Linked DNA regions of Sus scrofa: region 1 is linked to region 2. A link is a contact called in public targeted proximity ligation data. All regions are on one chromosome and are shown on one strand. The core of a region is the stretch at or near the end of the contact, and the rest is flanking DNA. Distances in the headings are between cores, read along the strand shown. Region 1 has its middle 91 kb from the start of ATF7IP. Region 2 overlaps ATF7IP (activating transcription factor 7-interacting protein 1).

Evidence for each region.
Region 1: a contact with region 2 is called in a targeted proximity ligation map of alveolar macrophages. A contact is called at or near these places in 8 of 47 Hi-C or Micro-C datasets (alveolar macrophages, blood, embryonic fibroblasts and 4 more) and 2 of 2 datasets of targeted methods (alveolar macrophages and skeletal muscle).

The regions. Positions count from the first base shown.
Region 1 is chr5:58,238,503-58,242,492 of Sscrofa11.1, reverse strand. No RefSeq gene overlaps it. Among named protein-coding and RNA genes, the nearest start is that of ATF7IP, 91 kb to the right of the region's middle.
Region 2 is chr5:58,090,596-58,094,591 of Sscrofa11.1, reverse strand. It overlaps ATF7IP (activating transcription factor 7-interacting protein 1), which reads left to right. Exons shown (of 15, transcript XM_003126462.5): 2 at 1,624-3,206. The coding sequence starts at 1,631. Among named protein-coding and RNA genes, the nearest start is that of ATF7IP, 57 kb to the left of the region's middle.

The DNA of each region.
Region 1 (3,990 bases), core at 1,348-3,847, 150 kb before region 2:
CAAGCTCTTTGGCCTTCCATTTCCTAACTAAAAAAGCAGGGGATTGTGTTGGTTCCAAATTTCTATGGTTTTGCATGAAGATACCTTGAGGAAGTAATGACTGTTTTCATGGAAACAGAGGAGGAGATAAGAAACTAACAATTGGTGGAGTTCCCCATCGTGGCTCAGCGGTTAATGAATCCGACTAGGAACCACGAGGTTGCGGGTTCAATCCCTGGCCTTGCTCAGTGGGTTAAGGATCTGACATTGCTGTGAGCTGTGGTGTAGGTTGCAGACGCAGCTTGGATCCTGCGTGGCTGTGGCTGTGGTGTAGGCTGGTGGCTACAGCTCCGATTCAACCCCTAGGCTGGGAACCTCCATATGCCATGGGTGTGGCCCTACAAAAAGGCAAAAAGACCAAGAAAAAAAAAAAAAAAAGAAAGAAACTAACAATTGGCAACATTCACCTAGTGCCAGGTAAGCTGGACTTGGGTTTTAAAAGCACAGACTCAGAACCCAGACAGCTGGGGTCTGTGTATGTGTTCTGCCACCTACTAGCTGTGTTACCTTGGGAGAGTTACCTAACCTCTCTGTGCCTCCATATAAAACAGAGACAATGATACCTACCCCAAAGGGTGGCTGGGATTAGATCAATCAATCAATCTACCTATCTATTTAATCATATATACCTACAGGACAGTAGTATTAGAACAGTAACTGGCATAAAGTAATTGCTCTCTAAATACTACTATAATGATTACCACAACTCTATACAGTGGACATCCTATTTTTGCAGAAGAAAAACAAAATGCATAGGAAAACCAAGACTTAAGAGCTTAGAGCTTTTCTGACTTCCAGTAGTTAAGTCTCTTAACTACTACCCTATACCAGTTAAATGGTGTCAAAGTCACAGCATTTTGTAGGCAGCTAGGGAAATTCTACCAGTTATACAACCGTCAGTCAATCAAAACCATTCAATGACTAGGAATAAAGCCACAGGTCACAAAAGTCCTCCAACCCCTAGCACAGCTTTCGGAAGAGTGTAATAATAGCTAATTTGCCTAGGTAAAGAAATGCCCCAAAGGGATTACTCTTCTGTTGGGCTGAAGTCCAATGAAAAGACTGACAACTAGTCTAAAGGTTCTCAGAAATGCAAATTGCCTACTTGAAATTCCAGGGAATTTAAATCTCTGCGTGGAGCAGTCTTTCTCTGGACTGGAGGAAGAGGTGGTTTTTTTTTGCAGAAGGAATTGGCAGACCCTTGTCCCCTGGTGGTAGGGAAGGTTTTGATGGGGGAGGGGAACTCCAGATTCAAAAATCAAAAAAGAGGGGAGGGAGGAATTTTAGAGCAAAATCAAGTACTGCAGATGAGAAAACACAGACTGTAAGAAATAGATGATTCGTCTGTTTCTCTCTCTCTTTTTTTAAGAGGATAAAAATCAAGAAACTGTGAAGATTCCAGTATACTCAGTAACTCACACATTATGGGAAGAAACAAAACAGTAGTTACTCAGAGTTTACAAGAGAAAGAGAACACAGGGGAAGTCTTGAAAAAGCTACAAGGTGTAAAAGAAGAAAAGTAGTCCAGAAAGTACTGGACTGGAGCTAGAGACATGGTATCTGAACTTATCTGTTCAACAAATATTTATTCCTTGTTACTTTTTTGCCAAGTATTCTTTCAAAAGCTGGTTTTACAGTTTTGATTGGACAGATATGGCCTTTAGGAGATTTAAAAAGCTCGTGAAGGAGGAAAAAAATACAAGAAAACAAACATATACAACTGTAAGATATAGTGCTGCTACAATAGGAAAAAAAAGAGGATGTCATATGAGAAGATAACAGGGTATAAGGAATCTACTTTTGACAAAGCAGTAAGACTTCTTCCAGGAGGTGACATATAAGGAAAGGCTTGAGAGGTGAGGCCTGACCATAAATAGGAGGAACTGGAGAAGGGAGGAGCATTTTAAGCAAGTGAAACAAAAGGTGAGAAGATCCTAAAGTAACAAATGATCTAACAAGGAGGAGGCTTATCTGGATTACTTGACCTCCAGTATAGCTTAAACTACTGTTTTTCTTCCCATAATAATTACTTAAGCTTTGTAAATTTCATAAAAACAAATTTAATTGAGCAACTGACCTTTTATACATACGTTTTGAGGATTACCTTCACCCAAAACCAGTCTTTCTCAGGGTACTAGACAAAGCCCCCCCCCCCCTCACATAAAAATAGCTTTTCCAGATCTACTGGGGAAAAAAATTGGCTTTTTTCCAGGGCTTTCTGCTCTACTGAAACTAAACATGTAAATGATCAATTTAACTCTGGTTTTTAGTTTAGGATAAATGACAGCATTTATGGTTCTGCTTGGGGATGTAGGGGTGAATTTTAAACTGCTGAGTTTTAATTAATCCTTTGTAACCTCACAGAAGCAAAATGTCTGTGATCCTCGTTTGGTAAAAGAGCCTGATACCAAGCACACAAGTAAGACAAATGAAATGCACACGAAACAAGTAAAGAGAAGGATTCCTAAAAAAGCAGCCTGTTATTTGTGCTTCGACATATAATTGAGACAGGCTCAAAAGGCCTTCCGACGATGTGACACGTTGCTCGCTTTGGCCAGCAGGGGGAGACTAGTGAGTCGTCAAGCACCGAAAGGAGACACACCCCGAATATGGTTGCTTATCATCTGTGTCCTCTCTGATTTTTCAAAAACCCACAAGAAGAAAACAAAAAATTCTTCGCAAGAAACGCTTAATATTTAAAAACTGAGATTAAATTCACATGACATAAAATCAACATTGTAAAATGTACAATTGAGTGGCATTTAATACCTCCACGATGTTGTACAATCGCCCCCTCTTATCTAGTTCCAAAACGTGAGAAATGCTTAAATTTGATAGAAAACTTACAGAAGCCCAGCCCTATCCTTTCCTCATTCCGTCACACTCCTAGTTTTGCCTCCACCTGCATCACGTTAGGAATGGTTCCCGCGCATTCTCCAAACAGCCTTCTTCCCTAAACAATTCACAGAATCTGACCAGGGGTTATAATTACACGTTCGAAAACCAAAACAATCTCAAGTCTTCAGTTCTTTTCTCTGGGAATCGCGCAGTTGCAACAGTTAGTATGAGTGGCTACTTAAAAATTCCATACATTTTATGTTTTGTCATTTCTCAACAAAGAAATGAATAAATTATTTTGACTTAAATATAGCTACAAAACAAATTAATCTTTCAGCCTTTGAATTGAAATTTAAAGTTATTTCCATCCAGAGTGAAGATTTAAGATATTTCTAGGTTAAAATGAGAGCCAAGATTTTAAGGGCACCATGTCAATTGGTTTAGATAACAAATTTGAGAAAAGCAGAACTAAATAGTTAATGTAATAAAAGCTGAAGCTTTACAACCTAAATCCACTATTTTATTAAAGAATTTAATCTACTTCAGGGGGCCTTGGCCCAGGGAAGGGTAAAAAAATGCCAAACTGGAAAGCAGGGGGAGGGGAATTGCTGTTGGTGACTCTGGGAAAACAGGAGGGAGGGAAACAGAGGAGCAAATGAGGCCGGATCCGCCCTAACAAAGAGGCAGAAACTGTGTCTCAACAGCCACCAAATCCAGTTCAGGGCGGTTTGAGCCAGTTTCTGAGCTGGATTGAGAACAACAGCCTCGGCTGAGACTTGATGAGGGTGAAAGAGAAAATACAAAATGGATTTCGCAGAGAGAAGTGGATTCGGCCTGGACTCGCAGGAGCCTAAAGCTGTTTCCTGGCGTTGCAAAGTCAGATAAAATATAAGGCCTGGAGCCGGAACAGTGGCCTATTGCGGAAGGAAAAATGACAGAGCACTGCCTCTGTGCCTTGATCCAGTCCGCATTTTCCCTTCTACTTCCCCTAATTGTGGCTGGTAAGGGAAAGGGCCTCAGGGTATCAGTTTTCAGAGAAAGCTGGCTGCGGTGTTGGGGGAGGGGAGGAGTCTGTGTCAAGGGTAGTTTAACGTGTGTGCGGGTGTGGGGGAG
Region 2 (3,996 bases), core at 1,107-3,606:
GCGCACAAGTGCATGTGTGCGTCCGTCCCCAGATATCTGCCTTTTTATAAGGATACTAATTATACAGAATTAGGGCCCACCCTAATGACCCTATTTTAACTTGATTATCTTTGCAAAGACCATCCAAATAAAATAACAATTTGAGGAACTGGGGCTTAGGGCTCTACAATATTTTTACAAGCGGACGCCTTGGTTAGGCCTAAAATAAAGTATGTTTTAAAAATAAGTAAAAATGCTTCATGACTCACTGGTAACCTACATTGCTTGGGGTTTTTTTTTTAATATTAAATCAACCTTCTATTTTTTACATGTGCTTCATGAGGTACTAATGTATTACTTTTTTTTTAGAGAAACATACTTTTAAAGTAACAGATAAAAGAAGAAATCACAGTGGAAATTAGAAAATATTTTAATAGAACAACAATGAAAATATGACATAATAAAATGTGAGATGCAGCTAAAGCAGTGCTTAGAGGGAAATTTATAGCTTTACATGCATACATTACAAAAAAGGGGAAAAATTAAAAATTAATGATTAATTGTTCAGCATGTTTCCAAAGTAGTTGCCCCATTTTATAGCTCCACTGCCATTGTATGAGGCAGCACCCATTATTTTCTTTGATATAGCAATCGTGGTGTGTATTAGGTATTACCTCATTGTGGTTTTTCTCTGGTGACTCATGATATTGAGGATCTTTTCATGTTTATTGCTTATTGGCTATTGGCTATTTATCTTTTAGAGAAGTGCCTGTTCAAGTCCTTTGCCCATTTTAAAATTGTTTTTTGTTGTTACTTTTCAGTTGTAACAGTATTTTATATTTTCCAGATGCAAGTCTCTTATCAGATACATTATTTGCACATTTATGGTTTGCAAATACAGTTGACCCTTGAAAAATGTGGGTTTTAAGGATGCCGACCCTTTCTTCACAGTTGAAAATCCTTGTATAACTTTACAGTTGGCTCTCTGTATCTGCAGATTCAACCAACTGTGGATCATCTAGTATTTTAGTATGTTTTTATTGAAAAAAAAAATCCAAGTTTAAGTGAACCTATGAAATTCAAGCTCCTAATATTCAAGGGTCAACTGTATTTCCTTCTATTGTGAGTTGTCTTTTTACTTTCTTGATAGTAATCTCTTATTGATATGTTTACAATTGTTAATTTAGATATCCTTGGTTGCAGATGTACTCTTCTGTTTCTTAATTCTCCTGTGTTTTTTCCCCTTATCTCTATACCTCTCTTTGATTCTCCTACTGCTTTTATTCTCATACTTTTATTTTTCCTTACACAACTACTTTTTTACTTCATGTATATTTTTATGCTTATGTAGCTCTTCCAGACTCTGAATCTATTAGCTTACTGAGAGTGAAAACTAGGAATTAGTCACTTTTTCCCTAATACTGCCTAGTAATCTTTTATGAACTATATCTATTATCAATTTCATACTATGTAAAAGCAATAAATATGAAAATTAAAACATAGCAAGGATTATGCTTTTTTATATGTCACTATTTCAAAATTACATAAAGTGCTGCTTGCTTAGAAGATCAGTTTATAGTAAGTCTATAATTAGGTGACTTCTGTTTCAATTATTAAACTCTATCTCTCTCTTTCTTTTTAAAGATTCAAAATGGATGGTATAGAAGAACCACAGAAAAAAGTCTTTAAGGCTCGAAAAACAATGAGAGTGAGTGATCGTCAACAACTTGAAGCAGTGTACAAGGTCAAAGAAGAACTGTTGAAAACTGATGTCAAGCTGTTAAATGGCAACCATGAAAATGGTGATTTGGACCCAACCTCACCTTTGGAAAATATGGATTATATTAATGACAAGGAAGAGGTGAATGGCATTGAAGAAGAGCTTTGTTTTGACTCTGAAAAAAGTAAATCAGAGTGGAAAGAAACACCCTGTACCTTAAATGTTAATGTAAAAAACAAGCAGGATGATGATTTGAAATGTGAACCTTTGTTTCCTAATAATATAACTCCTGAACTAGTTTCTAAACTGACTGCTGAACCGTCTTCTGGTGATATAGCCTCCAGCGATCTGGCTGTTGGAGGTACAGGCTCTGGAGATTCTGCCTCTGGAGATCTGGCCTCTGAAGGGTTAACCTCTGGTGATCTCACTTCTGTGGATCCCACCTCTGTTGATCCCGCCTCTGTTGATCCTGCCTCTGGTGATGCTGTCTCTGGTAATCTTGCCTGTAGTGAACTGATCTCCGGTGAAATGGTCACCACTGAACTGGTCTCCAGTGAGACAGTCTCTGGTGAACTGGTCTCCAGTGACTCACTCCCTGGTGTACCAGTCCCTGGTGAATCAGTCTCCACTGAACGGGTCTCCATTGATTCAGCCTCTGATGAGCCAGCTTCTGGTGATCTGGCCTCTGGATCACTGGCCTCTGATGATCCAGCCTCTGGCGATCTGGCTTCTGGTGATCCAGCTCCTGGTGATTCAGATTCTGTTGACCCAGCCTCTGATGAACCAACTTCTGATGAACCATCTTCTGAATCAGGCATTGATCCCACCTTTGAACCAAGTTCTGTGCCAGTTTGTGAACCAGTTCCTGAAACTGACAGTGCAGAGTCCTGTAGCAATAAAAATGATGATTTTCTTGAGAAAAAGGGGGATGATGAAAAGTTAGATCAAATTTTCTCATTTGATGAGAAAAATAAAGCTGATAGTAATATTGATGCTGATGAAGAGGCTCTAGAAACAGATGATACAATTATTTCTTCAGATCTGTCTCCTGAAAAGAAGGTAGAAGAAGATGCCATTACAGAATCTGCTCTTGGAGAGGAGGCTATATCTAGCAGTATGGAAATTGACCAAAGTGAAAAGAATCAAGAAGAAAATTCTTCAGACCTTGCAGAAACGATTAGTGAAAATGTTATGAAAGATGACAAAAATGAGAATATCTTAGAAAATACAGATTCTATGGAGACAGATGAAATTATTCCTATTTTGGAAAAGCTTGCACCTGCTGAAGATGAACTTACTTGCTTTTCTAAAGCTTCTCTCCTTCCAATTGATGAGACAAATACAGATTTGGAAGAGAAGATGGAAGGTTCTTTTGGTTCACCATCTAAACAAGACAGTAGTGAGAGTTTACCAAAAGAAGCCTTTTTGGTCCTCTCTGATGAAGAGGATGTTTCGGGTGAAAAAGATGAGTCTGAAGTTATATCACAAAATGAGACATGCTCTCCAGGTTAGAATATTATTTAAATTTTGATTAGCTTTAATAAACTGCTCAGTAAAACATTCTCATGAAGTTTTAAATTTCTTCTAGTTGCAGAGAAAGTTGAGAATGGTGGTGACTAGTGTAATCTCTTAATTTCATGGATTCTTAACTTCACAGAATTCAGAATTTACAAAGAACCACTCTGAGAGCAGCATTGTGTGAAGTGCTGAGAAGTGAGATAAAATAAGTAAAATATGGCCCTTGCCCTTAAGGGGCCTATAGGCTGGGAACAGAGATAAGGTGAACCAATATAACACTATGACATAGCAATTTCCAGTACATAATTTATCAAAATCCTAGTAATTGTTCTTCTTACCACATAGCAACCAAATACTTTGACTCTAACAGCCTACTGGTTTATTTGCTTCAAATGTAACAAATCTCATTTTACGATTAATTTTCCTGTTGGCATATGATTCTTTTAATAATCTTTGCCAGGGAATGATACCACCATTGCTGGAAGCCAGAAATCTGGAGGCCTAATTATCTGTTTGATAAAGACTTTATCCATTTGCTTCTTCAGCCTTCTTGATTCTGCCCAACCTACTCCCCTCATTCTCTGTATGGTCTCTAATTCAAATCTTTTATTTGATTGTGTTCCTCTCTTTCATTAGATCCTTATTACTTTAGGGTAGTTTCAAACTTGTTATATAAAAAGTGTATAAACTTCGTGATTTGGTCAGTGTCTATCTTTCCCATCTCTCTAAGGAGAGAATGAGAAAAACTCCCAACATCATTCCTATGTGAAACTTTGCTC